6 separate regions of the Sus scrofa genome follow, and all the other regions are linked to region 1. Evidence: chromatin contacts called from public HiChIP or PLAC-seq and promoter capture Hi-C data. All regions are on one chromosome and are shown on one strand. Each heading gives the region's core, a stretch centred on a gene start, on an enhancer-like site or on the middle of the called end of the contact. The rest is flanking DNA. Distances are from core to core; before and after follow the strand shown.

Region 1 (4,701 bases), core at 1,503-4,002:
CACCCAAACTACTCTCCTCCTAAAGCATTTATTTATGTGTCTTTAACTTTTTCTATTTATGAAACGTTTAAATGTAAGGAAACATTTCCAAACTCAGCTAAAAGTACATCTTATTCTTTTCCCCCATTTGTTTCAAAAAATGTTTTAAATATATGTACTATAAGGTAACACAGATCCCTTCTCATTTCCTCTCTCCTTTAAGGCAACAACTACCTTGGACTATGGTGTTAATCATTACTATGCACGTTCTAGCAATAACTACAGATATCTGGAAACAATATAGAGTATTGTTTTGCATGTTTTCAAACTTTCACCGAATGGCATACTGGTCTGCCCCTTTCTTTCTTAGCTCAACATTTTGCTTCTTTGTTGTTCTTTAATTCAATCATGTTGTTTCTTTCACGTAGCTCTAGTTCATTCCTGAAAACCACTGGACCGTATTATATTGCATGAATGTCAAAATATATTTATCATACTCTAACTAGTAAGATGTTTAAACTGTTTATCTAATTTTGCTATTAAGAGGCTACAACAGGAGTTCCCATCGGCTTAGTGGTTAACGAATCCACCTAGGAACCATGAGGTTGCCGAGTTTGATCCCTGGCCTTGCTCAGCTTAAGGATCCAGTGATGCAGTGAGCTGTGGTGTAGGCCGGTGGCTACAGCTCCAATTAGACCCCTAGCCTGGGAACCTCCATATGCCACGGGTGTGGCCCTAAAAAGACAAAAAAAAAAAAGACTACAATAAACATAATTCCTTGAGTGTCCAAGATATAATCACGGAAGAACTACTAGATCAAAAGATATATACCTTCAACTTCATTAGAGGTTGCTAAGACCATCCCTTTTTTACACTACAATCAGCAATTGAAGAGAGTTCCTGTTTCCTGTCTTCCTTCCCAATTTTTGGTATTATCATGCTTTTAAATTTTGCAAACCAAAGGGTATAAAGTGGTACTTCATTGATTTTCCTTGATTAGTAAGATTAAGTATCATTTACTGGTCTTTCCGGTTTCTCTAATGTGAAATGCCTTTAACAGTATGTCCATCTTTCTACTGATCTGTGGTAGTTCTTAGAAACAGTCTGGGTACCAATCCTTACACTCTTTTCAAAAAAAAAAAAGTATATATACACCTGTTGCTGATTTTCATATCTAGCAAGGCAAAAAAGCAAATACAATACCTGCCTTCTCAAAGTTCACAGCTATTTTCCAGACATTTATATTTGTGTTTCTCAAACCTTTTTGGCTACTTATAGGTGAATTCCTCCATGAGAGCCAATACACATACACTTACATATGAAGTGAAAAACAGAGCTCTACGTCAACTTCTTCTAATGGATCAATCACAAGCAAACACACAAGAAAATGAGTTTGTCTCCATTCTACATAGCCAACGCCACATTTTGGCTCTCATATTAATTTATCATATGGCTTTCTTACGGATCAGTACTTAAACATTTATTTTGATGAAGAACATGTTGTTAAAACCCTTAATTAATAAATAACCATCATATCTGATACATCAGGGTGTTTGAAACAACAATTGAAAGAGCCCACTACCTATACCTAATTAAGAATTAAGGTACAAATCCAGACTAAGCAGACGAAATATTTTAATTTTCAGTCGCGCTATCATACAATCAGTTCTTGGATAAATTGGCTCTGCAGTCATAGCAAAATGATTCTTCTAGATATTTTAGTGACAGCAAGACTACTGCTCGAAAAGTTAACTTCATTTACAGAAACACTATCGAATGCTTTGTAAAATAAAGACACTGCCCCAGAGGCGTATAATCATAGAGCAAGAAAGGACCTTACCTCACTTAATCTAACTCCCTCATTTTCAGGCACTTGCAATTCAGAAATAAAGAAATTTCCCTAATTCAGGTCCTCTAAAATCTACAAATTCAGGATTTTTTCCATTGCATCACGCATCTTATTTTAGGTTTCCCAGCTCTAAACTCTGACTCCTCTATTAATTTTATAAGATTGAGATGATGTGTCACAGAAATAGGTATTTCCCAACCGCATACAGATCTTTTCCTGTGCACATTTCCCAATTTCCCCCCATCCTCCATTATAATGTACACAATTAAAAAACAAAACACCTGACTGCAATTAGGTGCAGAGTCCTGAGCCCCTGGCTACTGTCTCCGCGTTAAATCAACAGAAGTATCGGTTCTTTATTCCTTATTCAACAGCCTACTAAGCGCCGACTTTGCAGGAAGAGCAGCGCACAACACTTCTCCCCGCCCGCAGACCACGGACACCAGGGAGCCCCGGGCGCTCGGTAGTGGGGGTTCGGGGCGGCGGTGAGGTGGGGTCGCTGGGGTAATGGGGGCCTCAAGGAGCAGGGCGCAGGGTTTGGGGGACCTCAGGGACCCGGCCGGGTGGGAGGGAGCGGCAGAAAGGCGAGGCCGTCTTACCTTTCCGCAGCTCCCGCTCCCACACGGTGACGATGGGCCGCGAGTGCTTGCGGTGGTGGATCAGCCACAGGGACAAGGTCTGCACGCTCTGCTGCGAGTTGCTCAACTCCGACAGCTTCTTCTCCAGCGCCGCCTCAGAGAAGGCGGACATCCCTCCGACACCTCGTTCACGCCGTCCCACGCGGTGGGGCTGAGGGGTGGAGAGTTTCGCCGCCCCAGCCGCGGCCTCGCCCCCTCACCCCACCCTTGCCCACGCCCTCAACACTGGGGCCGCCACATCCAAGACCCGCCGGGAACCAGCAAGATGGCGTCTAGCCGGCAGTGATGTCACGGACGACCCACGCCCCGCCCTCTGAACAGAAGCGGCCAAGAGGTGGGACCTCCAAGCGGAAGGGGCGGGGCTGAGCCTAGAGATAGAGAGGCAGTGGGGCGGTACTGCCGAGGTCAAGGCCGGAGAAGGGGCGGGTGTGCCAGGCCTTGAACTCTCCTGCTGGGAGAAAGTATTTCTATCAAGGGGTCTTTAAAAACCTCTACATAGGTGTGTAAATTTGGTATAGCCACTTTGGAAAAGTATTTGGGGTGATATATTACATTTTAAAATATACCTTTCTGGTGACCTTGAGATTTCACTAAGTGCTGTCAGTGCTAGGGAACCCCAGCATGTTTGCCCATGCAGCTGTATGCTAGCTTTATGGTCCAGCTCAGTAACAGCAAAGAGCTGGGACTTTCGCAGCAACTAAATGGCTAAATTAACTGTGATACTTCATATTACAAAATACATGCAGCAGCTTAAAATATTCATAAATCCAATGGTGAATTGGGTTTTTTTTTAAGTTGTAAAAGGAAAACTACAGTATAACATTGTTTTATAAAAGTATACATTTTATATTAATTCATAAGTATGTAAATGCATGGCAAAAGGTCTGGAAAAATACGCATAACATAAATAGTTGTGTGGAGGATTAGAACTGGAACCCTTAAGCTGTGTCTGTATTGTTTTTATTTTTTACAAGAACATATTTATGTATTGTGTAATTTAAAATAGATTTCAGAAATCTCATAACCCAGCACATTTTGACCTTGTACTTGTGTTAACTATGATAAATCACAAAGGACACAGAAAGATGGATACTGTTGTACTCTAATATTAATATAAGAAACTTCAAGATAGGTACACAAGGAATCACAGGAGTTCCTAAACCATCTTTTGAGAAGCACTGTTCCAGAACTTTCACCAAGTAGTCATCGAATATTCCTTTTTACTTGATCATAAGTATCTTCTCTTTCCTTTTTGTTTTTTAAGGGCCACACCTGCGGCATATGGAAGTTCCCAGGCTAGGGGATGAATCAGAGCCTACACCACAGCCACAGAAACACAAAATATGATCCCCATCTGCAACCTATGCCACAGCTTGCAGCACTAACCCACTGAGAGAAGCCGGGGATTGAACCCGCATCCTCATGGATACTAGTCAGGTTCTTAACCCGCTGAGCCAGAATGGGAACTCCAGGTTTTCCTTTCTTAAATTTCACATTAGGCTGTAATGTTCCTAACAAAACAGAAGCAGGCCTCTCAGGATATAAACAATACTCAAAGGCCATTCTGACATTGTAGTAGAATAAGTGAGTCAAGAGTCAAGGCCACCTTGAAACCATGAAAACTACCAATATTCTCTTTTAACTACATCAGTGATTACAGCTGTTTTACCAGTGATAGCTCTAACCCAATCTCAATCCTTTGGCATTCCAGATAAAAATTACCAAAGACCTACCCAATCGCCAAACTGTCTCTCCTTCCTGAACAGAACCCAATCCAGAACAGACTCCTGCTTTCCATAAAGCCTGTTTAGAATCACTAGAATCACCCAGCACAGGCTCTTGTATTAAACTCTTTGAATTCCCGTGTTTTTTTTTTTTTTTTTTTTTTTTTTTTGGCATTTTAAGGCCAAATCTGCAGCACATAAAATTTCTTGGGCTAGCAGTCAAATCAGAGCTGCAGCTGCCAGCCTATACCAGAGCCATAGCCACACAGGATCCGAGGTGCATCTGCAACCTACACCACAGCTCACGGCAATGCCAGATCCTTAACCCCCTAGGTGAAGCCAGGGATCAAACCTTCATCCTCATAGATACTAGTCAGGTTCCTTACTGCTGAGCCACAACAGGAACTCCCACCAATTACTGCTTAATGATACATCCCCACAGTTCTCTTCTTTGCTGCAGCAATCTGAATAAACCTGACTTTAACTTTAGGTTGTTCTTGTGGTCTGTAGC
Region 2 (4,701 bases), core at 730-3,229, 760 kb before region 1:
AGGTTTTCTATTACTGCAATTGAGAGCATTTCTTCTCTCTCAACAGTTCCATTCCTGAACAGTAAGCTTCTCAATATAACAAGGTGTGGTAGACTGAATGCAATAATAACGGCCTCAGTTGCCTACGTTGAAGCTGCTCTTCCAATTAAAAAGTGGAGTCTATTTCAATACCCTTCCCTCCATGAGTCTAGTCCTGCCAACAGAATACAGAAGTAATATAATGCCAGTTCCGGTCCCAGGTCCTAAGAGAACAAGCCTCTTCCCCTCCTCCTTCACTGTGTTGGAAACCAGGACCCAAGGAGTTCTCATTGTGGTTCAGCAGGTTAAGAGCTGACTGGTGTCCATGAGGATGTGTGTTCCATCCCTGGCCTTACTCAGTGGGTTAAAGGATCTGGCATTGCGGTGAGCTGCAGTGTAGATTGCAGGTGTGGCTTGGCTCTGGCATTGCTGTGGCTGTGGTGTAGGCTGGCAGCTGCAGCTCCAATTTGATCCCTAGCCTGGGAAATTCCATCAGCCACAGGTGTGGCCATGAAAGAAAGAGAGGAAGGAAGGAAGGAACCAGGACCCTGTAAGAAAGCCTAGGCTAACTCCTGAATGATTAGAGATTACATGGCGAGAAGCTTTATGGAGGACGATCGAGTTACTCCAGCCAAAAGGCAGCACCAAGTCCACAACAATGTGAGACACCATCTTGCACCTTCCAGTTCTGATCAAGTTAAGCAGTCGGCACCTCAGAAAGCATGGCTAGCCATCTCTGCTAAGCCCTGCCTGAATCCCAGAGCACAGACCTGTGAGCAATAAAACACACCTGCTGTTTTTAGTCATTAAGTACTGCAGTGGTTTGTTAGGCAGCAACAGCTGAAACACAAGGTAGTATTATTTGTTCTCTTGTTTGGTAAAATTGCTATAGTCTGTTCACAACAGTTAAGAATTAGTGAGCTACTCTGAATGCTAATGAATAATAATAATAATGTGTTTTGTCTTAGCTCACAAAGGAGAATTTCTGTGTCACCTTCTACTAACATTTACAATACAAAAACGGGAAAATATTTGTAACAAATGAAGAGTCCATATCCTTAGCAAGTAAAAAATTCTTGCAAATACAAAAGAAAAATAGTAACAACTCAATTTTAAACATGGGAAACGCCATTTCCTTGAAGAACCATAAATGGTCCATAAACATGAGGGAAATATAACCTCAAGCTCCCTAACTTAAAGGAAATGCAAGTTAAACCAACAAGAGGCATCATTTTTAAAGCTACTGAATGGCCAAATAAAAATTTAAACACTAAGACAAAGTGCGCTAGCCTCAGTGAAAAATGGGAAAACCCTGGTTAGAGGCACAAAGTCTGAAATCCCAGGGTGTCCCTGAACTACAATTTTGGCATCTCTGGGCACGAGCTGCTTGACTTTGGGCAGTGTCTACGTCTGTAAAATGGGTATGTTATAGCTACAGCACGAGCGTTGTAAGGTTCAAATAGGCCCACGGAAGAGCAATATAAGCGGTTTCTACTTTTTGTTCAGTCCCTTCATCCACGCATCTACTTCTGTCGTTAAGTACTGCAAACTCACAGGAATTACAGGAAAATCCGAAATCTTTTCTGAAAAATTGGAGGTGAAATGACTCAGAAGTGAGAAGACACCAAGTACGGCGGGCGGGTGGCGGTGAAAGAAAGCTAGGGTAAGAGGCGGCCGAACAGAGGTGCCCTCTGGGTGTGACGGCCTCCTAAAGAAACCCCAGCTGCTAGCTCACTCTTGCCTCGGCGTCGACGCTCGGCGGGACCACGGCCACCTGGGGAAGGCGGTGGGAAGGGCGGAGTCAACGCGCTGATTGGCTGCCTCTGAGCATGGGGCGGGGACGGACGGACCTCAGGAGGGCGGGCGAGCGGAAGGCTGCCGGGGCGCACTTCCGGTCTTTGTCGCTCGCCTCTGCAGGTCCGGGGCTTGCTCCCTGGCCGCTCCTCTGCTTCGCGGTGAGGGACGCGGGACCCGAGACGGAGGGGGTGGGGGGAAGGCACGCGGCCGGGCCGGCGGGCGCCGGGTGGAGAAGCCCCGCTCTTCGGCCTGCTCATCCCCGGGTCTCGGCACCTTTTCCGGGCAGCGTCTCTTGAGCCTCCTGGGAGCTCATAGGAGGCCAACACTCAAGACCCTGCTTTCCTGCGGAAAGGGCAGTTTTTCCCTCTTCACTTCGCCAGTTGCTGTGACTTTACCGGGATGTAGAAATAGAAGGGCTAGCGCGGCAGGGCTGGTTAATAAACCACAGATTTATCAGCTAAATAATCAGATCTCTAAAGCTAACTGTAGTGTTAGGGTTAAATTGTGCGGATCTGTCCTGTTCATTCAAGGGCATACCCTTCAGTCAATATTCTCCCATCCAAAAATCAGATCATGTTCGATCTATATTACAAAATTTAAAACACAATTACTTTTGCCATATTTCACTTTTTAAAATTTTTACCACCGTATATCCTAAGCTTTTTGAGAGTTGTGATTAACCTTTTTGCTTTTGTGTCTCTGTAATATCTGACATGTTTTTGAGAACATGGTAAGCATTTAACAAAAACTTCTTGGTTAATTTCTTGGTAGACCCAAGCAAATACCTTCACAAACAAAAACCTTTGTGTTCTAATACCCAGCTCAGGACAGAGCCTCAGTGCCTCATTGTTTGTTGGAAAAATGCATTAAATACTAAATTTGATCAAATGGCAAATGCCTAACAACGTTTTTATTTAAATCTACTCATGTGTAATACAGATTTTTAAAAAAATTTTTATTACAGCTTTAAATGAAAAGCAGTATTATTTGCTTAGGTAGAAGGTAACTAAAAATCAATTTTAACAAAATTGATACCGTTACCCATGGAAGTGTGAGGCCTATACTTTATTTAAAAAGGAGTTCAGGAGTTCCCATCGTGGCGTAGCATAAACGAATCCGACTAGGAACCATGAGGTTTTGGGTTCAGTGGGTTAAGGATCTGGTGTTGCCATAAACTGTGGTGTAGGTCGCAGACTCGGGTCGGATCTGGTGTTGCTGTGGCTCTGGTGTAGGGGACCCCTTGCCTGGGAACCTCCATATGCCGTATGTTCAGCCCTAAAAAGACAAAAAAAATTATAAAAATGAAAAGGAATTTGGCAAGTTTGACAGATTATTCTCCTTTATGCATTCAGAACTGAAAAGGAATTGAAAAGGAAATTTCCCAACATGTGATTCATGTTAATATTGCATTCTTGGAGTTCCCACTGTGGCACAATGGGATCAGCAGCCTCTCTGGAGTGCTGGGATGCGGGTTTGATCCCTGGCCCACACAGTGGGTTAAGGATTTAGTGTTGCTACAGCTGCAGCATTGGTCTCAACTTTGGCTTGGATCTGATCCCTGGCCTGGGAACACCATATGCCCTTGGGGGTGGGAGTATGTGTGTGTGTATATATATATTCTTTTGCCTCTAAAATATAACTTCTCATAGTATAAATATGGTAGGAATTCTGCAAAATTGGACCGATGAGGTGAGTGATTTTTCACATTTGTCACTTGATTATTACTTATTTAAAGTCTCATTCCTGATGCCTTTCAATATATTACTCCCTTGACTGATCTTTATTATTGTAAGTTCTTAGATTTTTTTTTTCATTACTGTAACAGTGCTTTTATATCCTTCAGGAAAGAAGAGATTATTCCAAGAGACTCTGAAGTACAGTACCCAGTTGGTAGTGAGCTTTCTGCTAAACTGTTTCAGCCCAGAATGGCTGTGGAATCCAGAGCAGTTTCAACCCCAGTACCTCAGAATCCTCAGGAACAAGAGCTCATACTAGTAAAAGTAGAAGAAAGCCTTTCGTGGGGCCAGAAATTTAAGCAGAATGGGAGTACCCGATCCTGCCAAGAACTGTTTCGCCAGCAATTCAGAAAGTTTTGCTACCAGGAGACGCCTGGGCCCCGGGAGGCCCTGGGCCGACTCCAGGAGCTTTGCTATCAGTGGCTGAGACCAGAGGTGCACACGAAGGAGCAGATCCTGGAGCTGCTGGTGCTGGAGCAGTTCCTGAGCATCCTGCCTGAGGAGCTGCAGATCTGGGTTCAGCAACATAGTCCAAAAAGTGGCGAGGAAGCTGTCACTCTGTTGGAGGATTTGGAGAGGGAATTTGATGATCCAGGGCAGCAGGTGGGAACGGGGAGATGTGATGTATTCTGGGAAAAGGAGTTTACAGACTGGAGCATGTGGCATCAGCAGCAGAATGGGATAAGAATTTGTTTGTCTTTACTGAATCATAACCCCGAAGTGACTACAAGGGCCATAACTGTTTCTGCCCTTATATAGTTCTTTTGTCCCTGTCCTTCATCCCTGGAGATGTCTTTATAGACCTCTTGGAAATTAGTACTAAGCATCTTCCCTAGGGATTTCCTCACAAAGCTAACCATATTTTACTGATTTCAGGTCCCAGCTAGTCCCCAGGGACCAGCAGTGCCATGGAAGGATATGCCATGTCTTGGACCATCCCAGGACTTAACAGACATCCAACTCCAGCCTTTAAAGACACAGCTGAAACCGCGGGAACCTTGCCTTTCCCCACAAAGTGGTAAGAAATAGCAACTCACCTGGGAACTGTTACCCGCTTCTGGTCCTCCGTTTACATAATTAACTGCATTTTATGGCATGCCATATGTGAGCCTCACATGTATTCTGGAGTGGAGGTGCTCACTTTTGCAGC
Region 3 (4,701 bases), core at 1,021-3,520, 720 kb before region 1:
CCCAAGAAGAAATGGAAAAGGAAATAGAAATCAGGTAGAAATATTGGTGGGTGATGGAGTTCCGGTTGTGGCTCATCTGGTTACAAACCCAACTAGTGTCCACGAAGATGCGGGTTTGATCCCTGGCCTTGCTCAGTGGGTTAAGGATCCAGCATTGCCATGAGCTGTGGTGTAGGTCACAGATACAGTTTGGACCCTGTGTTGCTGTGTTTGTGGCATAGGCTTGCAGCTGCTGCAGCTCTGATTCAACCCCTAGCCTGGGAACTTCCATATGCCACAAGTGCAGCCCTAAAAAGACCAAAAGAAAAAAGAAAGAAAGAAAGAAAGAAAGGAAATACTGTATTGGTAACCACCCCTATTTCTCTAGAAACCTTTAAACTCCGTTTACCTTACTGAGAGGAATCTGCTCGGTGTCAGCTGATGTGGACCACAGTTGGGTCTAGGTTTGTTTGGGCCAATCCATCAAATTGGCAAACTCCAAGCTGACTTCTTAGATTCACACACAGAACATAACATCTCTGGGAAGACTCCACAAAGCAAGCAATCTAGGATAATCTGATTTCCTTGGTTAAACACCCAGAAAAGTTATGTTCACATCATCAGTTCTGGGGTAAGGCTTAACAAAACCCTTATATTTGTGCATGAGAATTAACCTTTGATTAACTTCCCCAGACTTTTTTCCTGGAAACCTGTCACAAGTAGTATGTCAACTATGGCATTCTCATACACTGTTGTGGGAATGCACAATGGTTCAGCCGCTCTGAAAAACAGTGTAGCAGTTTCTTAAAATGTTAAACATACACAAAACCAAGAAAGAGAAAAAAAGCACATGTCCATATAAAGACTTGTGATGAATGTTCATAGCAGCGTTATTTGTAACGGTGAAAACACTGTTAATAACCTAGATGTCCATCAACTAGTGACTGGATAAACAAATCATGGTATATGCAATTTGTTTATGTGATATATACTTATCAGCAACAAAAAGGAGTGGACTATTGATATACACAACAATGTAGATACAGCTCAAAATAACAATGCACAGTGAAAGAAGTCTGAGTGCAAAAAGAAAGAGTGCATTCTGTTTAATTCCATTTAAATAAATCTCTAGAAAATAGTAACTACAGTAACAGAGAGCAGAACAGCTGTGGGAGGAAAGAAAGGGATTCCCAAGAGGAGGAAACTTCGGGGGTTACTGGATGTGTTCCCTCTTTTCATTGAGGTCATGGTTCCACATACCGCAAAACTTAGTGAACTGTATGTATATACTGTAAACATTCCCTGATTACTGTATGCCTGTTATCCCTCAGTAAAGCTGTTTTTAAAAAAAAGCATCTGCACTCCCCACTTTGGATGGCTGGAGGCAAACAAGTTCCTTACTCTTTATCAGCTTACATTCATGGATCCCTAAGATTTCATAAATTGGAAGATGGTCTTGGGCTTGGATGGAAAGCTCTCTTCCTCTACATCAACTACCACTTCAACCAGTCACCATTTTCTCACACCTATACCTTTTCTTCTGACGTCTTAACCCAAGTCACATGTCTCACCTGTCTCAATACTTCTTCTATTATTTCCTATTTCTATATACCTCCCTACCTTATTTCCTAAGATATTTCCAAGGACACAGCAATATCCTTTCCTATGCTGATGCCACCCCCCTCCCTGCTTCAGTTCCATCTCACCCTGATCTTTGGGCCACAGTGTGTACTGAATTGTCAAGCAAACATTTTAGAAAGAGACCCCATGGCCTTTCTTGATAGCAAAGTAGATGAAAATCCAGCTTCCCAGCAACTCAGGGATTAATTCCTGAGCATTATTTATTTTTAAGGCAGCGGTTCTCAAAGTGTGGTTCCAGGACCTGCAGCCTCAGGACCACTGGAGAAGCTGGGCTCCCACGACAGACCTACTGAGAGGGAAACTCTTGAGTGGGGCCCAGCAATCTGCATTTTAACAGAGGCATGCCTCAGTTCTGTGGGGTGAGAAGGACTAGGGAGGACAGGAAGAAAGTTAGAATGGAAGCATACAGCGAATCCGATTGAGAGATTTGGAGGACGGATGAAAAAGGAGAGACAGAGAGAGAGAGATAACTAAGGAAGAACTCATTATGTAGTCAGGAAACCTACCCTGCCCCAGAGAGCTTTCCCGAAAGATGTTTTCCGACATTCACGTCAAGTACCGGCAGGTAGGGCCAGCCTGGTCCCCCACTACAGCTCGGCGGCGGCCAGGTCCGCAGACGTTCAGGGGTTAAATCTCAGCAAGTCCCCGCCCCCACCTCACCCCGCACCGCCACCCTGCGCGTGCGCACGTGCGAGACCGCGAGCCATAGAGCTGAGCAATCCTCCCGAATTCCTAGAGCGGACGGGGTGACGGCGGAGGTGATGGAGGGTTTGCAGCGGGTGAGGCTTGAGGGCAACCTGGCGAACACATCGAGGTATGGGTGATGTCGGGTCATGGAAGGCAGAGGAAGTCAGGTGATCTCGCCTCCCCAACGGCCTCGTAGCACTGCTAGGGAACTCTGTGCGGTTATTTGAGTCCATGGAGAGTCAGGGCCGCCGCCGTGACCCCCAGGCGCGGTTTCTGGGCACAGCCAGTTGGTCAATTTGCTTTTGGTACCTGGTCAGCCCTTGCCAGGCCCTGGGTTCACTTGGGTTCAACTAAATGAACACCAGAAATTCAAGGAGCAGGTGAAATTCAGAAGCTTGGATGCATCCGCGCGAATCAACAGACGGTGCTGGGAAGGAGCAACCTGAAAGTGAGTGTGCGAAGAACGGAAGGAGGGAAAGAGATCGTTTTGTTGGATCTGTAGTTTCATTTTGGTGTAGGAAGAGCAGCGAATAGCAAGAGCTTAACCGCTAGGACAAATTCCAAAATTCCCTCCTCTGCCTTATATTTCCAATTATATCCTTACTTCGGTACCCTTAACCCTCCCCCGTCCCCCATTATCTTTGACGATCTCTAAACTTGGAATGGAGAATACACGCCCAAGAGGAGTGATGCCTGATTCCTTGGTGATGAGGGAGGAAGCGTAGTAAATTTGAGAGAACAGCACTTGAAACTTAAATGAGATTTTGTTTTCTCCTTTACTTCTTTTGTAGCTAAAGGATTTTTCTGGCGGTGTAGTCTCAGAAATCATATCTCCGCCCTCCACAATGATTCCTTTCCAAGCCCGCTGGTACTCAGTTGCCCCCGGGTCTCAGACTTCTACGTGGATCATAAAAGCTCACTGAGGAAATGGTAATTCTCCAGTTGTTCCCTGAGATGTCGAATGTACAGCTGCAGTCCATGGAGAGCCAATTCAAGTATGAATCTCAAGAACACCACTTTCTTTTAGGTGAGAAGCAGAGTATGTCTTTATTAGTGGCTTGGGGTGGGGGTCACTGTTACTTTGGTATGTTTGTGTCTTCAAGTGCTATTGGTATTTCTCATTGCCTGCCCCCCACTGTATTAGATAGTAGCATCTCTTTAGTGCTCCAAGCCCATGGCTTTATTGTCCATTCTGGCAATCAGATTCTCTTGGGGTTCCTTCCTCTCCTTAAGTCCCTGGTGTCATCCATTTTCCCTATTACAATCACCTTATCATCAATCTGTCAGTGTTTGGAGTTTCCCTTTCAAAATCTTTTCAAGTCATCAGTCTTTCTCATGTACTTTGGGGGCATAGTTAAAAGTCTGACACCTGGATTCAGAAACTAGCTTTGTCATTTACTAGCTTCAGTAAGTTACCTACTTTTTTTGTTTTTTGTTTTTTTTAATAATTCTATTTCCTTGCCTTATAAAGGTATAACTCCTACCTTGGAAGTTATCGTGAGGATTATGTCTATCTGTTACTCCGTAATGAAGACCCCAAAACTTAGTGACCTAAAACATCAGACATTTTTAAAGACTTTATTGTCTTATGGTTCTGTAGGTCATCACTTGGGCTGGGTTCAGCTGGCAGTTTTTTTCTGGGATCCCTCATGGTTAACTAAGGCCAGAGTCTAAGTTGGTATCAATCATATCTGTCTGACTGTTGGTGCTGGCCATGGCTTGGGTCATGTATTTCCAGCAGGCATACCTAGTCTTTTTCACAGGGCAGCTAGTTTTTAAAATCAGAGAGAGGAGTTACTGTTGTGGCTCAGTGGAAACAAATCTGACTAGTACTAGTATCCATGAGGATGCAGTTTCAATCCCTGGTCTTGCTCAGCAGGTTAAGGATCCAGCGTAGCTATGAGCTGTGGTGTAGGTCGAATACACGACTCAGATCTGGCATTGCTGGCATTGCTGTAGCTGTGGCATAGGCCAGTGACTACAACTCCTAACTCCAATTTAGCCCCTAGCCTGGGCACCTCCATATGCCATGGGTGTGGCCCCCCCAAAAAATAATAATAAATAACCAAAAAAATAAAATAATAAAATAAAATCAGAGAGAGTGCAAGCCCTGATGCATAAGCACTTTCTAACCTATGTTTACGTTACATTTGTTACTATCTTATTGGCCAAAGCAAGTCACATGACCATTCCAGAGTCATTATGGGAAACAACTACCCAAAGATATAGATATTGGGAGATAGGAGCCTTTACTACTGTAACAGACACCATGAACACTACATGAGATCCCATGTGTAAGGCTCTGCGCATATACCTGGCTGGTAGTAGATTCTTTATGACTGGTAGTCACTGTTATTTTCAGTAAGATAATTTTGATCCTGACTTTGTTCAGAA
Region 4 (4,701 bases), core at 981-3,480, 670 kb before region 1:
CAGGTGAATCCTGGTATCCAAACTGCCTGAAGCGCTGTCGGAAAACCTCCGGGTCAGGGAGGTGGTTCCAAGGGATACTTGACCCCTCTTCGCCATCAGGATCCTCCTCCAACTTCACCCTCAGAATTTTTTCCTCTTCATCTGGAGTTGGGATGATAAGTATTGAATCTTCTTCCACTGACTGTGCAGACATCCTGATTTATAATACTCCAAGAAAAGACAATCAAGGTAGGAGACAGGCCTCAGGGAAATACCCTGTTTTCTTCACAGGCACTCCTGAGGCACAAGAAATGAAAACAATATAAATGACCAAATATCCTAAGAATCTGAACATACCCTGATAGAAGAAAAGAAAATGTATTTTTACTAAATTAAACATGCCAATCAATAGCCTACAACAGAAGTTCCAGTTCACTGCTAAATCTGGCCCACTGCCTATTTTTCAATAATGCTTGCACTGAGAATAGTTTTCACATTTTTATATGGTTGAAAAAAATCAAAAGAACACTTCATGTCAGGTGAATATTGATAGAAATGAAAGTGTCTGTCTCCATAAATAATTTTACTTATTTGTTCACTATTGATGCTACAACAGCGTGACTACTGTACTCTACTCAATAGAGTTGAGTAGTTGCAATAAATGCTACATGTCATGAAAAACTTAATATTTACCATCTGGCCCTTTTGAGAGAAGTATGCCAATCTATGTCTACAAAACTTGCCTATCTCGGTGTTATCTAAATGGAACACATTATTTGCAATTCAATACCGGTGTAACCTGACACACCTGAGTCACCTCAAAAGGAGGGGTATCTTTTTTAGCACCTGCTTAAAAAATTTTGACAATTTTTTTTTTTCAGGGCTAAGAAATAGTTTTAAAATGTTTAAGAACTCCCTGGACTAAAATATACATGAAAAAAATATTCACCTGCTCAATAACAGATACATGATGTTGAAAAAAACCACTAGGTGCCATAAAATTCAAATATTATTCAGTCACCCGAGACACCATAAGTACCTTTCAATTTGTAATGTGGGCATTAATCATAGCAAATTCTATGAAGAAAAGGGACTCTCATAACACCTTGACTTCCCACAGTGGCGCAGACTCTAATCCTTACACTGGATGACTCACAATCTCCCCAGCTTCTACCTTCAGGGAAACCTTGGGCTATTTCTGATCCTTTCCTTAGTATTTGCACAGTCATGCCTATGCCATTGTTTAAAACACCTACTGGGAACAAGCCATGCAGTTACTCAATATTATCTATTCAGGGCCCGGAATCTGAAAGTCAGTAACTGCCCAAAACTTCCTGTAAACCTATCAAGTCTAGGTATCAGAAAAAAATCTTACCAAGTAATATACATACAGGTTTGTTTAAGCACTCTGGAGTGTGGCGGCCTTATAAACAAGGTTTAGCCAACAGTATTCGTTTGTTCCTATTCCAAAACCCTACCTTACCATTGGCTCAAACACTCTAGAAAAATAAAATTTCTCTCCCCTTTACGTTTTCATACAGCACCCTGCCGATGGGACGTGAGGAGGTGCGGGGAATGCGAACCCGCAGTCCCAACCAGGTTTGCGCAGGGAGTCCTGTCCCACGCGACCTTCCCACTCACTCAGCGGAGTGCCGTGGCGAACCCGGCCCCCACCAGACCACTCCAGCCCCTCTTCTCTCCACACTCCCGGCTGCGGCTTTCGGAAGACCAGAGGCCACCTAGCCTCAACAGCGCCGGAGTCACGGCACTTCCGCTCGAGGCCGGCCAAACTACAAGTCCCGGCAGCCACGGCGGAGGACCGCCCACCCCCCTCCACCCGAAAAGAATCCCAGAACCCTCCGCGAGATGCCAGGGCCTCGAAATAGAACAAAACCGGCCGATGGGGGAGGGGGGAAGGCGGGGGTCGCGGAAGGCACAAGGAAGGGAGGACTCTCCAAGGGTGCCGAAAGCCCTATCTGGCTTTCTGTCTATCCCTCCCTGTCTCCCAGCTGCTGGGCGCTGAGACCGTGGCCTGTCCCCCGCGCCTCCCGGGAAGCCAAGGAAGGTCACCGCCAAGCTTTTTCGCTAACTCTTGCCAAGCGGACCACAGCCTCTAGCCCAGCCTCCCTCGCACGCTCTTCCCCCCTCTCTCGCGCAAACCTCAAGCTCGGGAACTGCAACCGCTTCGCTGTCCACGGCCGACGCAGAAACGCCGCCGCTCACAAGCCGTTTCCCAGAAGCCCCCGGCGCAGACTGCTTCCGGTCTGTGGGCCCCAGGAGGCGGGGGGTAGGCGAAGCCCCGCGTTGCCATAGAGATGCGCTCCGGGCTGGGGGAAGGGCTGTCCAACTACAATGACCGCTTTGAGGCTGCGCTTGGCCTCACGCCTCTCTCCCCTGGTTAGCCCAGTCTTCTGTGTTCCCCTTAAAAGACCAGGAAAGGAAAGAAAAAATTCTGCCACTAATGTAGTCTTTACGGTGTCATAAGTCTTTTCACATGCATTATCTCATGTGATCTTCACAGTAATCCTCTGAAAGAAGTAACAAAAGCTAATATTTATGTGTGCTAACCACGTTGTACCAGGTTCTGTCACCGTGGTTTACATGTCTTGTAATTTAATTTTCGTGAAAACCCTATGATGTAAGAACTTTTATTATCCCCATTTCACAGCTGAGGTAATTGAGGCTCAAGTAAATAGCTTGCGGAGAATACATAACTAGTAAGTACGAAGCAAGATTTGAAGCCAAGGCATGACTCTAACCTTTGGCTACCATTTGCTGTGCTATAGAGCTTTATTATGACTAATTAATTTGTCAGGGAAACAAGATGAGACTCTTAATCAAGAGCTTTGGCAATGATCGCAGAGTGAATTTGCAGAATGCATGGTTATCTTCTGACTTTAGGCTTGACATTTCATACTACAAAACAGCTGCCAAAGTGATTTAAAAACATAAATCAGACCACTTAATGCCCCTACTTAAAGGCCTTCAGTGGATCCCTACTGCATTAATTATGACATTAAAAACTGCTTACATTGGCCTGTAAGGCCCCCTGTGGTTTTTCCCTGCCCCCACCTTACCCCCACACCCCAGCTCTTAGCCTTGTTGTGGCTGGCAATCGTCAGCCTTCCTGACCATTTCTTCCTCCTGGAAGCCTTCTCACGCTCATAGCACTGGGTAGAAGTGATCTTATGTATTCATTTCACTGGTTTTTGTTTTATTTCGTTTTGTTTGTAAGTCCCATAAGGGCAGGGACCTTGCCTGTCTTGTTCACCACAGTATTCCCATGTAGTCCCGGGATGCTGACTGCCTGGTACATAGAGAACTCAATAAATATTTGTTGAATAAATGAATGAAATGTGGGCTGGTCACATTGCTGCCTTTGCTAGGTCACATGTTCAGCATCAGGAACCACACAAAAGAGCCCTGTTGTTTAAGGTCTATGTTAGAAGTACAGGTCCAGCCTTCCAGCAGCCTTCCAAGATCTTCAGGCTTCAGCTTTCTGCCTCTTTCAGAGTGCCCTTTGCAAAGTGCCCTTAGGCTCTGCTGAATTCATGAATGAGAGCGCAAGTGAGTCAGCTGATGATCCCATAGCACTACTTTACTCTCTGACCAGGATTTTGCCTCCCCAGAACACCTGCTACTTCTGATGGCCCTTCTTCTCTTTCTTTTTTAGGAGGTTTCTGAAATCCAGACTTTTTTTTTTTTTCTCTTTTCTACTTGGCTACTACCACCAACCTGCTTGGCTGCTCTTCCCAACCTTTCCGTCTTTTGTGACTCTAAAAGCTAGCTCAAGGCATTTTTGTTTTGCTTTGCTTTAAGAGGTTTTTTAACATCTAATTAATGTTGGAAAACAAAAAATATACACATCAAACAGACATATCTGGGGAGGTTAAAAATGCAAGATTTTACGAAACTCTTTGCCTGGTGTTCATTCTGTCACTTTTAATTTTTTTCTGAGAGAGTAAATGGAAACCACCATGAAGTTTTCCTCTCTAATTTGCTCGTTTGAGGGCCGGGACTGCCAACACCCACTTTGAAACACCATCCTTCTGAGCCCTACTAGGTGAGCTCTTTCCTGAATGGTGACCTCTGTTGCTATCTTAAAGATATAGTCAAGATAGAGCATCATGTTCCTCTGGGCAACCTGAATGTAGGGAAAACCTCCGTGCCAGTGCCTGCTGACCTTGCACATATCCACAGAGGCCACAGAGACAATGCTTGAGCAGCAGCTGCTCTGAGTCTTGGCAGAAAACCCTGTGATCCTCCTGAAAGAGGAGAGGCTCCTGATGAGCTGTTACAAGGCCATTTGCCACTCAGCTCCCTGTCTTCCCAGGAGGCTGTCGTGGAACCATTGCTCCTGGCTTCCCCAGGTTGTGATGAGGCTTTCTGCCTCACCTGCCTGGAGTCCAGCTGCAGACTATATAAAGGCTTAGATGCAGTGGCATTCGCACCTCAGCAACAAGGGGTTTTACAGCTCGGGTTGAAAAGAGCAAAACCCTGTGGTCTGTTCCCCCCTCCTCCTCATGTTCTCTGCCTGCCTTTTGTCTGTAGAAAAATTTTTGTCATGTAATAAGTTTAATCAGAAAAGCGAAAAAATACGGAAGCAAAGGAAAACAGTCAAATAAGACCAAATAATAACTAAGCAAAGGCAAGGACTTTTAGTTCCTCTTCAAGGGCTGCAGATCCTGGGCCATATCCTGTGAGCTGCCTTTTAGATACTGA
Region 5 (4,701 bases), core at 1,228-3,727, 640 kb before region 1:
GCTGCAGCTGTGGTGCAGGCTGGCAGCTGTAGCTCTGATTTGACCCTAGCCTGGAAACTTCCATATGCCATGGGTGTGGCACTAAAAAGCAAAAAAAAGAAAAAGCAATCAGCCAAGGTTGCAAAGGAGCTCCGGAAGAATAGAAATAAGGGAAGCCTGAGGAAAGTTATGACTGGTGCAGGTGCAAAGAGCCATTAATTTTTTCTAGCCTGCTGCAAAGAACTCTAAGGGATAGTCTCCTAAGAGAAGCACCTTTGTGTGGATTTTTTTTCAATGTTTACTAAGATTTAAAACTATTACTTTGGTGTTAGAGGAACAATTCAAACGAAAAAAGTAACCACATATTCCTCCATCTTAATATATTTCCATTTAATCATATTCATGTCTACTGCTCATCTGTAACATCCATATTATTTACTTAACTATCTTTTATTGCAAAATATTTAAGTTATTTCTAATTTTTACTATTATAAATAATGCTGGGAAGCACATTTTCAGAAAAATATACTATTTTTCTCTTCAAATTATTTCCTTCAAAAATGTCCAAGGACTTGATTTATTGGGGTCAAAGGAAGAGCAGCAAATATCTTGCTATGAATTATCGAATAAATTATAGGAAACACTGGATCAAATCACAGTGTCACCAGCAACCTAGTGATGTATGTAGACATCTCCAAGTATCACTAGCTTGTTAGCAGGAAGACACTTTGCAGCACTTTAGTATATGTATATATGTATCACTAGTAACTGATGATTAATTAAAAATGTTATACATGCCCCTATTTTTCTTTCTTTCTCTCTCTCTCTCTTCTCTCTCTCTCTCTCTTTCTCTCTCTCTCTCTCTCTCTCTTCCTTTCTTTCGCCTTTTAGGGCTGCACCCGAGGCAAATGCAAGTCCCAGTTGCAAATAGGAGCAAATAGGAGCTGCAGCTGCTGGCCTAAACAGCAGCCACAGCAATGAGGGGTCGGAGCCGAAATTGCCACCTATGTTGCACTTTGCTGCAACGCTGGATCCTTAACCCACTGAGTAAGGCCAGGGAAGGAACGACATACTCATGGATACCAGTTTGTTTCCACTGAACCACAACAGGAACTCCCTATGTTTCCTCTTTACCATTTTCCCCCCACTTCACCAAGAAATTTCTAGGCTGTGAAGTTATGGTGGTGATCTGAACAAAGTCTGCGGCTGCACAAAGCTTGTACTCTAGCTGGGGAGAGACAAGAAGGTTACCAAATAAGTGACACAACTTTATATAACTATGGGCTCCACTGCAAAGGGTAACAGCTGACACAGAGAATTTGCTATGTACCAAGCACCCTTCTAAGCATCTTAATATAAACTCATTTAAGTCCTCACAAAAGCTCTGGAAGGTTATTTTCATCCTCATGTTGGAGATGAGGAAACCCACCAGGGCGAGCTTGGGTATGATCAGGGCAAGCTCATATAAGGAGACCAAGGGCAGAGTACCAGGGCTGGGGTCTGAGTCCACTCCATCCACACTTTCTACAGTGCTGCGTGGTTCAGAGCCAGTGGCTGGGGTCCCAGCGGAGAGGAGAAGCAACAGACCCAGATGATTCCAGGCTGGAACAGAATCTGGGGTCAAGACTGGAGCGGCAGGAGGGGTTTGAGGCCGCCACGTGTCTGGAGCCGACTAGGGGAGTTGCACAGAGGGCCCCTATGCTAAAGCATCCTCTGGGAAGCCGCAGGAACGGCCACCGGGAGCACTCTGCCTTTTTGGTACCAGCGGCCGAATCTGTGCGGGGTCCACAATTGCTCTCAGCTCCACGTAAGAGACTAAACCCCCAACGCCGCGCGAGGGTCCGTAACGAACCTGGTCCCTGGAGCGGAGGCTTCGCCCAGGGCCCCAGTTCCGTGGGGTCTTTCCTAAGGGGTCCGACTCTTACCTGGAAATACCTCTCCTAGAGCCGGCTCCAGACGGTCCCAGGCCACCTTCCCCCACCACACGCCACCGCTCTCGGACGGAGTCCGGACTCCGCGAGACTACGAGGGTCTTGAGAGGAGGGCGCGCTGGAGGCAGGTAAGCGCGCGAGGGGTGATGGGAGGCCGTCCGCTTGGGGGGCGGAGGTCAGCCGCCACGGGGTGCCAGGGAGAAGAGAGGCGGGGCGCCGACGCTCAGTGACAGGTGAGAAGCTGCGGGGATGAGGTGAGGGCAGCGAGAAAGCGCGGTGGGGCACAAGGAAGGCGTAGCCTGAGAGTGTGGCGCGGGGAGGTGTATGAAGAAGGGTGCGCCGGTACGCGGTGGGAGCTTTGCGGGGGGGGGGCTGCAGTGAGGTGGTGCCAAGGCCCGCGGCCACCCCTTCCCGACCCGCCGGGTAAGGGTCGTTTCCCTGAGGCCTAGCAGCGCGAAGAGACCTCAACTCTCACCTAAGGCCTGGGAAGGACGGCCCAGCGTTTTTGGGGAGAAGCCCGGGAAGCGCCAGTCTGCAAGCTGCTTCCGGTCCTCTAGGCGGAGAGGGGGCGGGGCCCGGGATGCCGGAGCAGTTGCCATGGAGACGAGCCACCACCGCAGCCTGAAGCGGGTGGGGGCGGTGCAGTACGAGGGGAGCCCAAAACTCCTTGAGTGCGTATATCCAGCTGCTTGGGCTTCATGTTCAGAGAAACCATTATTATTTCTCAGAGTACTTGTACTTACATTATTTCATTGGCTCTTTCAATAACCCAATACGGTTATTCCCATTTTACAGGGAATAAACCCAAAGTTTTGGTGACTTGCCCAGGGTCACGGGGAGACTCCTGTGCTTTCTACCACTGCGCGCAACATTCTTGTAATACCGTCGGCGCTTCTGAGGTTGGCTATGCTCCAAGTAGTGATGGAAGGAATGGGGTTGACCCCCCCCAACCCCACCCCTTGCTTTCACAAGAGAACATAATGGCCCTTGAAAAGGTGAGAACTCGAGCACGCACATATTTTGGCACCAATGCATACATGTATATTTCCTCAGATAATCTTAAGTAAATTTAAAAATAAATTTCAGGCTAAATGAGCTACCAGGCCACAGCCCCACATATTGGTCTCATCCTCCACCCATTTTCCCTAGGAACTCTTAGAAATATTCTTGTACAGAGAAGTGGGGAATTAGGGAGAAGACAATGATGTTTGAAAATTAATAAACAACAATAAGAAGAAAAAAAAACCCTTTTGATATGAGCAAAGCAAACAAAAGGTATGTTCCCACTGGAGTCTGAGACAGTGAGAGAAAAAGCTGGCTTACTCAGTCTATACCAGACCTGGAGAAATTTGCATCTTAATTAACCTACAATGACACTAAATTTGAATAATTTTTTTTTGAAATACTTGCCCATATTTCATGGGCTAAGATTTTTTTTTTCTTTTTGATGAGGTAACAAATAACAAGACAATCCAAATGTGTACAAGGAATATTTTTATAGTGATGATGGGTCAGCCAAATGAATCAAGGCAACGAGGAATCTAAAACAATTCCTCAAGGGCAAGAAATTTTTGGCAATGGTGTGAAGTCAAAGGTAGCTTAAGGAAAAATAGACAGCAGTCAAAAGCTGCAATGAGAATAAGGAACTGTGAAAAGCCAAATGATTTGGCAAGAAGTCAGGGATGAATTCATCAGTTAGGATTCTACCACATAGCTGATCCAAGAAACTAAATAAAAAAAAAAAAAAAAAGCAAATGTAAAAGACTCCTTGTAATAGTTCACAGTAAACTTAGTAAAGGGCGGGGTCTTTTGTTTGCTTTTTATTTTTTTAATGTCTGAGGGTAAAGTGGAAAGAAATTAGCAGGAACAAACTCCCAGTAGAGCAAGCTTCTACTGTATACCAGATGCCTGGTAAACACTGGGAATTCAAATATGAGATGCAGATTCTTGCTCTTTAGGAACTGATAGACTAATTAAGGAGAAGAGCATATAAACTGACTATTTTAAACAAAGTGGCAGCTGTTCTGAAGATACTATTGACAGGATGCTACAAAAGCATCTTAATTAAAGAAAGGAAGGTGTAGGGGAGAGGGGTGGATAGATAGGAATTGGAGCTGTTGGGGAGAGCTGAGTGTTTGTACATTTCAGACTGAGGGACCAGAATGTAATGTTTAGATTTTTTGAATTGAAGGATGTCAGGCTGATGATGAGTGACTTAGGATGAAAATGAATAAGTAAGTAATGGTCTAGTTTTTAAAGATTTGGCAGGCCAAGTAAAAGTCTCTGGATTAAAGCGAGGATCTTGAGCGAGGAACACAAACTATCTGCAATTCAGTTAGAACTCTCCCATGGCAATGTAGGATGATTTGAGGGGAGGCTAAACTCAAGATAGGGTGACCAGCTCTGAAACTATTGCAAGATCCAGGCTGAACCTGATGGAGGTCTGAACTAGTGCATAGGGGCAAGGATGGAAGCAGGTTTCAGGAAGCATTCAGGAAGCCAGTGTTTGTTGGATGGAAGGCTGACATTTGGATAGATAATGTGCCATTAAAAATTTTTTTTAAATTATTATTGTTGGAGTTCCCATCGTGGCTCAGCAGAAATGAATCTGACTAGCATCCATGGGAATGCAGGTTCAATCCCTGGCCTTGCTCAGTGGGTTAAAGATCCAGCATTGCCATGAGCTGTGGTGTAGGTTGCAGACTCGGCTTGGATCCTGCGTTGCTGTGGCTGTGGCATGGGCCAGCGGCTATAGCTACGATTCCATCCCTGGCCTAGGAACCTCCGTATG
Region 6 (4,701 bases), core at 778-3,277, 550 kb before region 1:
TGATTGCCACCACGCTGGGTTACTGGGAATTTCCAGCATCCCAAAGACATTTGTCCACACTCTAAAGATTGCTGTGGTGGGAGCTGATGACCAATGTACCTTTAGGGTCAAAACAATCACTCTTCCCAATATGAACTGACTATATTCCTTGGTCTTGGCACTGTTGGATATCAAAATGCACTGTGCACATACTGGGAGAAAGCACTCAATGCATGTATTTGGCAAAGGACTCCGAACAAGAATATATCAAGAACTCCTATACATTAATAATTAAAACAACCTGATGAGAAAAAAAAAAAATCAGGCACCTCACAAAAGATATTGGAATGGTCAAAAGCATATGAAAAGGTGATTGATATCATTAGTAAACTATGACACAAAAATTTTAAAACAATGACACAACACTACACAGCCATCAGAATGGCAAAAAGACAGATGATGCCAAGTATTGTTGAGGACATAGAGCAACTGGAATTCTTATACTTTACTGCTGAGAATGCACAACAGTGCAACTACTTTGGAAACCACTGTTTAACAATTTCGGAGTTGTGAGTGTGTCCACCTTATGATCCAGCAATTCCACGACTATCCATTTACCCAAGAGAAATGAAAGCATTTATCTACACAGATGTGTATAGGAATGTTCAGGGCAGCTTATGCATAAGGGCAAAAACTATCAAGAACTCCAATGTCCATCAGTTGTGGTATATTCACACAATATACTAGATGCTCCAAAACAGGTAATAACATGAATGAAATAACTCTCAAAAACCTTGTTTTATAGAGAAAGCCCAAACAGACACAAAAAGAATCTGCTATGATTCTATACATATTCTGTTTAAAAAGGCAAAGTCAATCTGGTGAGAGGTGTCAGAGTGGTGGTTACCTCTGACAGGGAGAAAAGAGTATGGACTGGAAAGGGTCACCAGGGAATTTTCAAAGGCCCTTGGAAATGCTCTTTATCTTGATCTAGATGGTAGACATAGGTAGACACCTTTGTAAAAAGAACCCGCGCCGCCACCTCAACTGGTGAAGTCTGTGTCAGAAGCTGTGCTCAGAGCTTTATCACCATGATCTTATTGAATCCTCGTAACAACCCCATGAGGTTAAGACCAAACCCACTTTTGGACAGGGAGACTGAGGGTCACAAAAGCACTTTGAGGATGAGGGGAATCACCCGTGCCAGAACTTCTTTGTATTCCTTCACGCGGTTCATTACGGCGCTCTGCACCTCACAGGCATTCGGTAAATGGCTGTAGAATGGACAAAGTTGATACACGGGAACTTCTGCTTGATTAAAACTCACATTAAATAAGAAAAGTCCTAAGCCTCGCTTTAAACGCGACCTCGACGGAAAGGGACGGCCTATTAGGGCAACAACAACTTCCCCACCCCCCGCTCTCCTCAAGAACAATGCAACGCTGGTGGTTCTTTAACCTACTCCCACAGAGTCAAACTAAGGGAAAAATAAAGTGTTTCATTTACACCAGAGACAAGGTTCTACCGAAGAGGTACGGCGGCACTCCCCTGCGCATGCGCTGCGCCCTGCCACGCCGTGCCCCGCCCCGCCGAACTCCCAGGCGCCTTCATCCCGCCCCAGCCCAGCCCCGCGCACGCGCAAGCTAAGCGAGTGTCAGGGTACCTGCGCAAAGCCAGAGGCGGACACTTTCTTCTTCTTACTGGCGCTATAGCCTCCGGCGCTGCTGCCGTTGTGGGAAGGACTGGCCGGCCTCTTCTTGCTGTTCCGGGGTATCCCGGGAGTGGAAGTGGTGGCCACAATTGGGATTTGAGCCGCCATTCCTACCCCAAGCCTTCCTCTCCGCCCCCCCCCCCCAACTTCTGTCCCTGTGCGGACCGTGAAACTTCCGGCCCTCGGTTACTTCCGTCTTACGCTTTTGAAAACCCGGCCTGGACTCTGAAAGCTTGCGTCGACTTCTCTCGGCCAAATCTAAAAGGCGGAGCTCGGAGCAGTCAGTTCTTTCCGGGCGGGAGGGCGTCCACGCGTCAGCCAGCCTCGTGTTGCTCCGCCCGCGCTCCGAACCCGGGCACGTGCTTGGAAGCCCCCAGGGATTGAGGAGTAGAAAGTACCACCATCTGTTTTAAAAAATTGGATTTTTTTAAAGTTAATCTCTTCTCACATTAAGTCAGAAGATTGATCACTTTTGATATCTGTAAGTGTAAAGGTAAGATTCTGTGTGGAGTAGACCGACCATCACGCTGCTAGCTTTTCCCTTGGTCGTGGCCTTCTCGCCCAGAAGCCTGTGTTTCAATGGTGCCCAGATGGACTTGAAGGGTAGAGTGATTCTTAACTTTTTAGAGGCCACTGACCCCTTTGACTAGCTCAGCCCCCCCCCCCCACAATATACGGGCATAGACATAATCTTACATTACAGATTTCAGCAGGTCACAGATCTGCTAAAACCTATTTATGAACCTCAATGAAACACCCCTCTCCCTTGTTATTCTGCCACCCGAGGCACCTTCCTTTAATCTGCCCTCCTCTATGCCCACCTGTGCTTGCTTCTCTGAGGGCACCTTGCTGTGATCCCTCAGTAAATGTTTGTTGCGTTTACACACCAATCCCCTACTCGTAAGGGGTCAGTCAAGTGGGTGCACCACATCTGGTTTCCCATTGCTAAATTCAGTCCTGCTTTTGTCTGATCCCTTTCATTCTGAACCACCCTCCCACCTCCCATCCCCCGGATCTAGAACACCATCATTTTTTTTATTTTCCTCTTTCCTAACCACTGGTCCTCTCTTTGACAATTTTCTTCTACCAAATGGTTTCTAATCATACTATAATTTTTTGTTTGTTTGTTTTTTGGGTTTTTTTTTTTTTTTTTTCAAAATATGGGTCATGTAGACACACCCCCTCACAGCAGATAAACATTTTGTAAAGTTTCCCAGGTGATTCTAACGGTCAGCCAGGTTTGGAACCAGCTCTTCCTGCACAGTCCTTATATGGAGAGTTTCTTGTTGCTTCCTGCCCTCCTCAGTTTATACTCTCCCCAGACATTCAACCACCTCAAGGGGCCTCAGGTATCACCTAAATACAGTTCGCTTTCAGATTTCCATCTCTTATCTGGGTCTTTCTCCAGAGATGTATACTCAGATACAAAATTCCTTGCCTAGATATAAATTCAGATGCTTACAGGCATCCCACATCCAGCATGGCAAAAGCAGAATTCATCATCCTCTCTGCTTCTCTAAAACACACTCCTCCTTCAGTGCTTCCTAGCTCAGAAAATGCCAGCAGTATCCACCACTTGTTCAAACCAAGAACCTGGGAGCCATCCTTGATTCTTCCCCTTTGCCTATTGCACTGTAACCCCAGGCCAGCCACCATCATCTCTTCTTTTGGACCCCTTTGTTGCCTTTTTATCTCCCTGCTTCCACCATTGATCCCTCTAAACCAGTTATCACATGCAATTTCACGTGACCTCTTCCACGGTACAGTTGTGCATATTTAGATTATGCCGTTTACTTGAAACCCTTCAGTGGCTTCCCATGGTCCCTAGAATGAAGTTTAATGTCCATAATGTGGATTTAAAGGTCTTCAGAGAGCTCTCCACCTTTCCCACCTTGCTACTCATCCAGCTTAGTACTCCAGCTTTCATTTTGTCAGTACCACTAACCAGCCATGTTCCCACTGCCCTCAGAGCCTTAACCCATCCTGCTGCTGCTTCTGCCTGGAGGCTGCTTTTCCCCCCATACCACCCTCCTCTGGTCTCCTTTCTTTCCATCCACTCTTCCTGACCTGACCGACATGCTATTATTTTTAGCCTTCCCCATCCCTCTGGTCTGGTTAAAACCCCTGTTCCGTTTTCCCATCACTCGTAGTCATCCAGTATCTACTAGTGGTTGTACTATGCCCAGTCCTGAGGATAGAGACAAGGACAAACAAAACAGAATGGTCCGGAGTTCCTGCTGTGGCTCAGCAGTAACAAATCTGACTAGTGTCCATGAGGCCACAGTTTCATCCCTAGCCTCGCTTAGGGGGTTAAGGATCCGCATTGCCATGAGCTGTGGTGTGGGTTGAAGATGAGGTTTGAATCTGGCATTGCTGAGGCTGGGTGTAGGCTGGCAGCTGCGGCTCTGATTCAACCTCTAGCCTGGGAACTTCCTTATGCCTTGGGTGTGGCCCTAAAAAGAAAACAAAAACAAAAACAAAAAAAACCAAACAGAATAGTCCCTGCTCTCTGGAAGCCCCCAAGTCTAGCCAGGAAAGAGAGACATTAGATTTGTCTTCCCAGCTGGACAGAAACTCTCTGTGGGCAGTTACCAGGGTCAGCAAGGATTGGGTGGCAGAGCACCAACAGATGATTTAGCAACAAGGAGATCTAGGGATATGTGAAAGACATCCACCCAAGGGGGCCGAAGCTTTGGACTGGGAGAAACCTGTCCCACCTCCCCCTTGGCGTCACCGTCACTGCAGGGTGGGCCCACACAGGACTCCACGTGCTCTGCCACAGGCGTGACCCACGTGTTCCCCTATCTATTGACGATGGTAAATTAACTTTGATGGCCAGTATTGTGTAGCTTCTGTGTGGAGGCAGGGCTTAAGCCTTTCTTAGGTAACTTCCCTAGTTACTCCTGAGAACTGCAGGGCATGTCTGCTATAGTTCCAGGCCTCCCTATGACTTTCCCTCCAGCCTCCTTGCTGGCACCTGCTTTTTCTGTGTCCCTCACCAGTGCCACCCT

Evidence for each region. Promoter capture Hi-C pulls out the DNA fragments that hold promoters and counts their contacts. HiChIP or PLAC-seq counts read pairs in DNA pulled down with a chosen protein or histone mark.
Region 2: a promoter capture Hi-C map of liver shows a contact between it and region 1, with 6 times the contacts expected there. The contact joins the promoter of ZNF397 here to the promoter of RPRD1A in region 1. A contact is called at or near these places in 1 of 5 promoter capture datasets (liver) and 3 of 47 Hi-C or Micro-C datasets (embryonic fibroblasts, fetal skeletal muscle and retroperitoneal adipose tissue).
Region 3: a contact with region 1 is called in an H3K27ac HiChIP or PLAC-seq map of skeletal muscle, with 5 times the contacts expected there. The contact joins the promoter of ZSCAN30 here to the promoter of RPRD1A in region 1. A contact is called at or near these places in 1 of 47 Hi-C or Micro-C datasets (heart right ventricle) and 1 of 2 datasets of contacts at active chromatin or transcription factors (skeletal muscle).
Region 4: a contact with region 1 is called in an H3K27ac HiChIP or PLAC-seq map of alveolar macrophages. The contact joins the promoter of ZNF24 here to the promoter of RPRD1A in region 1. A contact is called at or near these places in 2 of 5 promoter capture datasets (fetal liver and liver) and 2 of 2 datasets of contacts at active chromatin or transcription factors (alveolar macrophages and skeletal muscle).
Region 5: a promoter capture Hi-C map of fetal skeletal muscle shows a contact between it and region 1, with 5 times the contacts expected there. The contact joins the promoter of LOC100620188 here to the promoter of RPRD1A in region 1. A contact is called at or near these places in 1 of 5 promoter capture datasets (fetal skeletal muscle), 7 of 47 Hi-C or Micro-C datasets (embryonic fibroblasts, fetal skeletal muscle, liver and 2 more) and 1 of 2 datasets of contacts at active chromatin or transcription factors (alveolar macrophages).
Region 6: a contact with region 1 is called in an H3K27ac HiChIP or PLAC-seq map of alveolar macrophages. The contact joins the promoter of INO80C here to the promoter of RPRD1A in region 1. A contact is called at or near these places in 2 of 5 promoter capture datasets (fetal liver and liver), 1 of 47 Hi-C or Micro-C datasets (embryonic fibroblasts) and 1 of 2 datasets of contacts at active chromatin or transcription factors (alveolar macrophages).

What each region holds. Positions count from the first base shown.
Region 1 is chr6:119,831,270-119,835,970 of Sscrofa11.1, forward strand. It overlaps RPRD1A (regulation of nuclear pre-mRNA domain-containing protein 1A), which reads right to left and starts at 2,753. Exons shown (of 7, transcript XM_003356411.5): 1 at 2,428-2,753. The coding sequence starts at 2,578.
Region 2 is chr6:119,074,816-119,079,516 of Sscrofa11.1, forward strand. It overlaps ZNF397 (zinc finger protein 397), which reads left to right and starts at 1,980. Exons shown (of 6, transcript XM_013999293.2): 1 at 1,980-3,504; 2 at 3,659-4,154; 3 at 4,428-4,569. The coding sequence starts at 3,500. LOC102163786 (a long non-coding RNA gene) reads right to left here and starts at 1,782. Exons shown (of 3, transcript XR_304095.3): 1 at 1,573-1,782.
Region 3 is chr6:119,113,987-119,118,687 of Sscrofa11.1, forward strand. It overlaps ZSCAN30 (zinc finger and SCAN domain-containing protein 30), which reads right to left and starts at 2,271. Exons shown (of 5, transcript XM_003127897.5): 1 at 2,127-2,271. All of the region lies in intron 5 of ZNF397 (zinc finger protein 397), which reads left to right. It also overlaps the pseudogene LOC110261195.
Region 4 is chr6:119,164,974-119,169,674 of Sscrofa11.1, forward strand. ZNF24 (zinc finger protein 24) reads right to left here and starts at 2,231. Exons shown (of 4, transcript NM_001243375.1): 1 at 2,140-2,231; 2 at 1-276. The coding sequence starts at 193.
Region 5 is chr6:119,190,853-119,195,553 of Sscrofa11.1, forward strand. It overlaps LOC100620188 (zinc finger protein 396), which reads right to left and starts at 2,478. Exons shown (of 4, transcript XM_013999297.2): 1 at 1,905-2,478.
Region 6 is chr6:119,283,825-119,288,525 of Sscrofa11.1, forward strand. It overlaps INO80C (INO80 complex subunit C), which reads right to left and starts at 2,028. Exons shown (of 5, transcript XM_003356408.4): 1 at 1,643-2,028. The coding sequence starts at 1,798.